2 separate regions of the Mus musculus genome follow, and region 2 is linked to region 1. The links are chromatin contacts, called in public HiChIP or PLAC-seq maps. All regions are on one chromosome and are shown on one strand. Each heading gives the region's core, a stretch centred on a gene start, on an enhancer-like site or on the middle of the called end of the contact. The rest is flanking DNA. Distances are from core to core; before and after follow the strand shown.

The links. HiChIP or PLAC-seq counts read pairs in DNA pulled down with a chosen protein or histone mark.
Region 2: an H3K4me3 HiChIP or PLAC-seq map of embryonic forebrain shows a contact between it and region 1, with 2.4 times the contacts expected there. The contact joins the promoter of Slit1 here to the enhancer-like site in region 1. A contact is called at or near these places in 10 of 39 promoter capture datasets (the 3T3-L1 cell line, the HPC-7 cell line, cranial neural crest and 5 more), 4 of 484 Hi-C or Micro-C datasets (Th1 cells, bone marrow-derived macrophages, embryonic fibroblasts and 1 more), 11 of 115 datasets of contacts at active chromatin or transcription factors (cardiomyocytes, embryonic basal ganglia, embryonic forebrain and 7 more) and 3 of 9 other capture datasets (adipose tissue, embryonic stem cells and liver).

Annotation. Positions count from the first base shown.
Region 1 is chr19:41,610,981-41,615,211 of GRCm38.p6, reverse strand. It overlaps Slit1 (slit guidance ligand 1), which reads left to right. Exons shown (of 37, transcript NM_015748.3): 27 at 298-422; 28 at 713-810; 29 at 4,071-4,210. Gm52407 (a long non-coding RNA gene) reads right to left here. Exons shown (of 2, transcript XR_003952938.1): 2 at 2,130-4,231. Among named protein-coding and RNA genes, the nearest start is that of Gm52407, 9.1 kb to the right of the region's middle. Within about 2 kb of position 1,756, at least 33 of the 459 cell types and tissues checked have an H3K27ac peak or open chromatin away from gene starts, as enhancers often do. A contact at or near this core is called in embryonic basal ganglia and embryonic forebrain, where this site is marked.
Region 2 is chr19:41,742,131-41,746,361 of GRCm38.p6, reverse strand. Slit1 (slit guidance ligand 1) reads left to right here and starts at 2,506. Exons shown (of 37, transcript NM_015748.3): 1 at 2,506-3,150. The coding sequence starts at 2,954.

The sequences.
Region 1 (4,231 bases), core at 507-3,006:
CTGCCTCTTAGGGTGACCCTACCACTGTGTACAGTTTCCACCTTCTGAGCCCTGCCTACCTGTTCATACGGTTCTCACAGCTGTATGTGAGTCAGGGGCTTCCAGTGACCCTTTAGTAAAGTGGGCTCTGCAGCTGGAAAGCTGGACTGGGCTGGGAGATATAGCACAACCGTCACAGACTGGCAGTGAGGCATGTCTCCTGGGAGGGTATGCCTCCATAGGACCGGACCTCTCAGGGTAGTGCCTCATGCCTACACACGTGCCCTTCCTCTGCTAATGTTCTCCCTGCTTCCACAGGTCCCCCCAGCCTGGCAGTTCAGGCCAAGTGTGATCCCTGCTTGTCCAGCCCATGCCAGAACCAGGGCACCTGCCACAATGACCCTCTTGAGGTATACAGGTGTACCTGCCCCAGTGGCTACAAGGTGAGTGGAGGCTGCAGCTGGAGGGACAGAGTTCTCTCTGCTGCGAGGCATCCCTGGCACGGCTGGGTCTGTTGTTTTCCTCCCTGCCTCAGAACAGATGTGTGAGTGGACCTATCACCGGCGAACCAACCTGTAGACAGATGGTCATATTGGTGATTGGGTGGATGGGTGAAGGAAAGAGGGAGCAGGCAGCCCCGTGGCAGACAAGCAGAGCTGCTGAAGGCTCTGTCTTAGATCATGCTAACCCCCTAGGCTCTCCCTGGAGTCCTCACCGCTAACTTTTCCTCCAGGGCCGACACTGTGAGGTGTCTCTGGACGGCTGTTCCAGCAACCCATGTGGAAATGGGGGGACCTGCCATGCCCAGGAGGGCGAGGATGCTGGCTTCACGTGAGTTCCCTGGAGCCTGAGATGGGGTTGGGGACCGCTGCTGGGCCCAGCGTCCAAGTCTCCTCGTGCTGGAGATGAGGCTGGAACAGACCTGTGCTCCAAATTATCGTCAGCGGTTCTTTAAGGCTCCTCTCACCTGGAAGCCCTGAAGGACAGCAGGCACCAGACAGTACAGGTTCACAGGACAGGGAGCTGGGGCTTGGGTGGGGCTGCCTCCTGGTGAAGGTGCCAGGAGTGTCTCTCTGCATGCTGGCAACCTATAGCCAAGAATATACGCCATGGTAGTGGCAGGAAATGGTTGGGGACATCTAAGACTCTTTTAAATTTCCACACACCCTCCTGAGCCTCCACTTTAAGCCGATCAAGTCTCTAGAGGTTATGCCAGGACCCAAGCAGGCCTTAGCCAGCCCTGTGTTATAGCTGAGATGACCAAAAGCGAAGCCACATTCTGGTCACCCCTTCTGGGGTTCTACCTTCACACAACTCTCACTGACTGGCCACTGTAGGGAGGAATCCCACCGTATTTTCCCATGCTCTGAGCACAGCTGTGCTCCCCACATAGTGTATCTGAACCCCTCCAGAGCAGATGTTTTACACACACACACACACACACACACACACACACACACCACACACACACACACACACACACACACACACACACACACACACACACACACACACACGCGCGCGCGTCTGCTTTCCCCAGGAAGCCCCAGCCCCCAGCCCTGGCCTCCCAGAGCTTTTCTGAGGAACACAGTACTTAGTTGCTGGAGATAAATTGCCTACTGAACAAATTGGCTCTTCAGAAAATGATGTTGAATCTACGAGCGGAAATGGCCAAACCTACCTCTGCAGACCCAAATTACCAGATGTAAAAAATAAAGCGCGCTAAGTGCCTCTCCTCCCGAGTTGCCTTGGAAACGCATCCTTACAATAGGCAGGCCCTCCTCAGGGGCAGGCAGCAGCTCAGGCTAAGCTTCCCGCCTGGTCCATTCCTCAGCTCCTACTCAGGGCTGGGATGCCCCTTCAGGGCAGAGGGGACAGGTGGGGTGGCCCTACATATCCAGCAACCGGGCAGCCTATAGCACCAGGTAGGAGGGGAGACCTCCTTTCCACCTCCCTAATGCGTTTAGATTTTGCCAGTAGGGACTTTCTGTATAAATATCCTGTCACCCTAGCTTAAAATCAAACTGCAAAAGGCGGCTGTGGCATAACCTTCAGACCTTTTTACTTGCATTGCCCTCCAGAAAAGATGTAAATGCCATCTGCACAAATTTTCTTAGACCAACAGCTACATTTTTTTTACTGTAAGTTTATTTTTTCATGCAAAAGAGACAGTCTCATAGATATGATAAATATTATTGCCATTTTAAAGTAAAACAACGAGATTAAGCACACGATCCCCACCCTCCTGTGGAAACTGTGAGGATAGCCATGGGGGTGCCACTTTGTTATTTATTCATTTTTTTTTTTTTTTTTGAGACAGGGTTTATTGTGTAGCCGAGGCTGCCCTGGAGTTCTCAATTCTGCCTCCCTTTGGCATCCCAGTGCTTAGATCACAGCTTCTGATACCGCACTTTGCCTGCCTTTTCAAAATGTCACCTGCAACCCCCTCCGTAGCAATGAAGTGACTGTACACCAGGAGCCTCTGTCACCAGCGAGAGTTTAAGGGCTCAAGTTTAATGTCCCTCCTCATTTCTTGTCACCCTAAGCTCCTAATTAGAAGTTTCTTTTGGCTGGGTTTGGTGGTACACATAGGTAATCCTAGGATGCAGGAGTCTGAGGCAGAAGGATTGTGAATTTGAAGCCTGCTTAAGCTAGCTACATAGGGAGATCCGATCTCACAAATTTTATTTTATTAAAATTACTTTGGAAAAAAATTACTTTGGAGCATGGAGAGATGGCTCGGTGGGTAAGAGCACTGGCTGCTCTTCAGAGGACCTGGGTTTGAGTCCCACCACCCACATGGTGACTCCCAACCATCTATAACTCCAGTCTCAGGGAACCGGATGCTCTTTCCTTGCCTCCAAGGGAACCAGGCATGTATCCGGTCCATATACAGACATGCACACAAAACCAAACAAATAAATACAATTACAAAGAAATAGTTTCTTGTGTCTCACTTATCAGTAAGATGACTGATAACACACAAAACAATGTAACTGCTATACATTTCACAGTTATTACCTGTAAGGTAATGTGTGCTGATACTGGACTCCTTTGTGGGGGTGTGTCTGTATTCTTTGCCAGTGGGCCCATGTGTCCCCAGATGGTCTGAGCACGACAGGAGAGGGCAGCTGCCCTGCTGTTTTCTTTGCATGTCTATTTTATTCTGGGAAGGTCTGTTCACACAGATCCACTGTCGGGGTTAGTGGATTCATCATAGACCTGGCACTCAGCTATTGGAAACCCTTACAGTTTATAGGACAAGAATCTCCAGAGTGAGCAGGTGGCAGCAGTATTTCAGTTCGGTTAGAGGCTCAGTTCCCCGAGTCTCCTGCCAGTTATTTTTAATTGTCTGCTTGCTGCCTTCCTTGGCACCTGGAGACACAGCCCCACCTCCTGCTTAGGCAGAGTGCCACCTAAGCATGACAGGAGAGGGCAGCTACCCTGCTATCTGTCTCCAACTCATGGTGATGTTTGAGGAGTTTTATAGGCGTTTGGAAAGCTGGGCGGAAGCCCCCCAGCCCTCTCCCTCTGACCCCCGGGAAAAATCACATGTCCTAAGCTAATGACTACCCTGGTTTGTAAATCACCAACCTCAAGAACCTTCTACAGCCCAGAGATGGCTCAGCCCAGCTCTGTTCTTTCTCTGTCCCTGAAGTCTGTGTCCTCAAGGACGTGAGCTGTGTAGCTGAGCAGGGCCTACCTTCTCACTTCAGACTTCACCCATCCCTCGGTGCCCACTGCCTCCCCTCCCCTGTTGGGACTCTTGCTGAGGCTAACCCATCACCTTTGCCAGGAAGTCTGCCTGACTATGCCTTGGTGAGGAGGAGTTGGGTGTTCTTCTCCCATGCCTGGCTTCAGAGCCTCCACCATCGTGATTGTACTTCACTCTTTTCACTTGGTCTCCAACACCAGACTGCAAGCCAGAGGGTTCCTTGAGGACAGGGCTGGTCTTGTCACCCTTTAATCTGTTTGCCCTCTGGCAAGGGCCTGGTCTAGAGAAGAGCTCCAACCATTGGTGTGGAATAAGGACTCTGGCCAATGGCCACAGGTTTTCCCAGCTCCTCTCCATTCTCTGCCCCCTACCGCAGGTGCTCCTGTCCCTCCGGCTTTGAAGGGCCGACCTGTGGAGTGGACACAGATGACTGTGTTAAGCATGCCTGTGTCAACGGGGGTGTCTGTGTAGATGGCGTGGGGAATTACACATGTCAGTGCCCCCTGCAGTACACAGGTAAGCACTGCAGAGTCCAGG
Region 2 (4,231 bases), core at 1,257-3,756, 130 kb before region 1:
GGGGTATGTGGCTGGCCAAGCGGTTGTTTAATGAGTAAATGTGCCGGGAGCGCTAATGAGCTGTGTTCATTCATGGTAAGCTGCCTCTAGGAGCGAGGAGCCCGCCAGGCTCTGAGGTGGAGGAACTGGGGATGGGAGCCAACTTGGGGAGCTGCCTGGCTACTGGGGCAGGGCCTCCCATGATGGGCTGGCTGGGGAGTCTTTGTCCTGGGTCTGAGTTGCCCTCCTTCCTCCCCTCCCTTCAAAGGAGAGGCCAGGCCTTGCCAGGCGTTGACAACTTGGCTTAGGGCCTGCTTGGAACTCACTGGCCAGGCGAATCTGGAAGCTTCTAGTGTAGAGCCTAGCTCTCGAGAGCCATGAGCAAGGTTGATCTTGCACCCCCGCCCGCCTCCTCTCACCCCTCCCCGTCCCCGTTCTCCCTGCCACTCCGAGGACTCCAGGGCATGTCGCCCAGTTAATCAACACTCTCCCCTTCCCCACATGGGTCCTGGCTTCTAAGAGCCTCTGAGATTACGGGGTTGGGAGAGAGGAACACCTCTGGAGCAGAAGGTTGGAGGCGTACATAGTTTGGGCACTGTCTGTGATGGGCCTACTAAGTGCCAAATGCTGGGGTTGGTGCCAGAGGAGGAAGTGAGGGACGCAAAGGGGTGGCACTTTGCTAGTGGGGTGTCAGGGAAGGAACACCAGTGTGAACAGCTTCAACTATTGAGGAATAGACAATTACGACACTAAAGTGTGAGGATTTCCTAGTGCTGGGGGATGGGAGGGGGAGGGGGGGAAAAGTCCTTAGAGGACAGGCTGGCTTTCTGGGAAAAGAGGCAAGTGGCCCTTTTATATTTAGATCCCAGTGATAGAAGCTCTTGATATCACACTGTAAGGACTGGCAGAGAAAGCTCCCTCCCCAAGTTACCAAATTTGTCTTCAAGAGATAGAGCTGGGATGTAGAGACTGTGCTCTGATCAGAAGTGTGGTCCAGGGCTTGTCTTGAATGGAGTCAGACATTCAAGTGTGCCATGCTGACCACAGGGCCTTATGCAGTATATGGTAAAGTAACTGGAAGAGTCTGATCCAGAGGGAAAACAACCAAGCATCCAATGGTTCCAGGTGAGTCCCACGCCTCTAATCGTGTGGTGACTTCAGTATCTCACCACTGTGACAAACTGCCGTCATTGCTGGGCTTAGGTTCTGCTCCCCCCTCCCCCCAAGAAGGGGGACCCTGCAGTAGCTCCACTAGGGGGGCTTTTGACTCTTGACCATCTGAGCTACTTCTGATGCCCAGTTGTTATCTGCACATAGGGCCCTGACTCCCGGAGCTCAGCTCAACACGAACTCCAAAGCTTGCGTGGAGTTTCCAACAGAGGAATGCTCGACAGAGCCATCTTTATCGGGGGGGGGGGGGGGGGGGGGGAAGTCCTTCTCTTTGAGTGCAAAGCTTTGGAAGGGATGCACATGGTGTGGAATAGGAGGAAGGGGACACCCACAGTGACACTCAGATCACCAGATCAACCCTGTTGATCAATGGGATGACAGATGTCTCAGCCAGATCTCCCTCACATCCGGAGCTCAGCTCTTTAGAGACCCAGAGAGCCACAGCTGTCCGTTTTGGGGGAGGTGCTTTCTTTTCTGGGGTTGGAGGGAATTCTGTCCCTCACTGGATTTCCTATTCACACCCACATCCCCAACTCTGTCAGAATAAGAAAATTCCTTGCCCATGGGGCTGTGAGGCCCGAGGTCCTATTCAGGTACCAGTTGACTGGGTGGTGTTTTTTTCTTCTAAACAGGTTCTGTGTTCTCTCCACTCTGGCCTTTTGAGAGGACCAAATATTCCTTTTCTTCTGTTTCCACCTGCCAGATGTGGAGAGGCTAGTTGCTGGATTTCCAAGGTGGCTTCCTATTGGTATACCAGTAGAGAGGCTTGTGTAGAAAACACCTCCCCTCCGGACTTACAAAGTCCTGTCAGGACTCCTGTCATCCCAGCTGGCTGGCTTCTGTTCCCGGAAGAGGTTGGGTTCTGCCTTTAGGGAGAGTATGTGTTGAGGGAGAAGACTAACCTGGCCTGAGGCTTTTATATTCTCTCAAGTCTCTTCCCTCAAGGTCCCAGGCTGGGCAAGGAAAGACAGCTTGGAGAGGCCATCTGGTACAAGAAGCCTCACCAACAGTTGACAAAGGAAGTTGGTGGGGCCCGGTGACCTCTTCAGCCATTGGGGAAGTCTGTGGTCCCAGGGAAGGGAAGGTGTAGGGAAAAAAAATCTTTTTGCTCCTCTGCCCTAGTAGCTGAGGGTACTGAAGTGACTGGTCTAAATGTACACATCATTGCAGTGTGTGTGTGTGTGTGTGTGTGTGTGTGTGTAGCTTACAGAGCAGGTCCAGTCTGTAAGCCCCCTTCCCCGGGCCCCCGCAGCCCTTGGCGCCTGGGAGGTTGCACCTTTGAAACTGTATGCCAGCGGCTGGACCTCTGTAGCAGCAGAGAAGTGGTGGGGAGGAGGCGGGCGGTGGTCCGTGCTTGGGGGGGAGGGCGGGAAGGAGTCTGGCCCTGGAAGTGTGCTTTTCGATTGATGGATGACTGCCGGGTGTGAGCGAGCGTGCGGGTGTGAGTGTGTATGTGTGTGTGTGTGTGTGCGCGCGCGCGCGAGGTGTGTGTGTGTGCGCGCGCGCGGGGCCTGCCCATTTTCCTCCTCACAGCAGTCAGTTGGGAGCTGGAGGGAGAGGGAGACGCCGGCAGCGAGCACTGGGAGAGGAGCTGAGCGCCCTCCGCTTAAGACGCCTTTCCTGGGTCTACGCACAGACGCTGTCGCTGGGAGCATCTAGGTACCACTCGATCCGCAAGGGCGCATCGCACGATTCCACCGGCTCTTCGGTCCTTCGGTGGGGATAGCACCTGGAGCTAGCCCCGGACGGGGATGGTCAGCGGCTGCGGCCGTCTGGCACGCGAACGGGACACGGCGAAGGCACCATGGCGCTAACGCCCCAGCGCGGGTCCTCTTCGGGGTTGAGCCGACCGGAGCTGTGGCTGCTGCTGTGGGCAGCCGCGTGGCGCCTGGGGGCCACGGCGTGCCCCGCCCTCTGCACCTGCACCGGCACTACGGTGGACTGCCACGGCACGGGTTTGCAGGCCATCCCCAAGAACATCCCACGGAACACCGAGCGCCTGTGAGTACGGATCCGCCCGTCCACTGGGAGTCCCTCCACCCCCTCGACCCCTGGTTGCTCTCCCACCCTGACGGATCAGAGGGACCGGAATCGGGTGGGGGGCGCTAGACCGTTGGGCTCCGTCGCCAGTAGAGGAGTCAGTGCCTTGGTAGGTTTTTAGGAAACCAGAAACCAGGAGCGCATTTGCAGGTGCCAGATTCAAAGGGCCCTGGAAGCATCCTCAGCCCTTCCTCACACCTGCCCCTTGCGATCTCTGCTCTCCGCTGTGACAGGTCCTTCCCACTGTACAGCACTTTATTCCTCTAGGGTACCTGGAGCCTTCCTGGCACCTAGGAGAACAGCTTCCCACAGACTCCAGGCACGGTGTCTCCTTTTGGACACATGGGGTTTGCTGGGTTCTGAGTGGGCAGGTGGATTTGGGCTCTGAGGGCTCGCTGCCACGGACCAGAAGTTTCTGAGCACCTATTCTACCCATTGTTTGGTCCCAGAGCCTGGATAAGTCTTCCCTTGAAGGTGTAAGCAACCTACCCTCTCCTTCAGTCTTCATCCTGAGCCCAGGCAGACAGACAATGGGACCCGAGGGCCTTTGGTTTGGGTTTTGGGGAATATGACATCGGAACCCTTACAGGGTGAGAGGAGTCCTGGACTGCGAGCTCAGGGATGATACTAGAGGCCAGGAGCTCGGACTGGGACATAAGGTTGGAGACATTGACAGTGACAAGTCATAAAAACCACCCTTCCTTCCCTCTTGTTCTCTTGTACTTCTGGATTTTGAGGTAACTCCACCCTTTCCAGACCTGCCTCATGAGCACGGTGGAGCGTGTGTGATACATTTTCTCTTTTCCTGCCAAATGTGGTCGGTGTGAAATTCCGGCACCTAAGGATACCACGGCAGTGTGAGTCCGGGGGGTCTGCGGGTCGTGCGAGTGGATTTTTAGTCACACACAGGGCCTTTGTACACTTTCAGAGGTGACTGTACCAGGGGATTTTTTTTTTTTTTTGATACTTTGGGGAAGGTTAGTGGCTTCTTTGAAACCATGCTCCTCTTTCTTTCCACACTCCTGGGTGACTACAGTGAGCG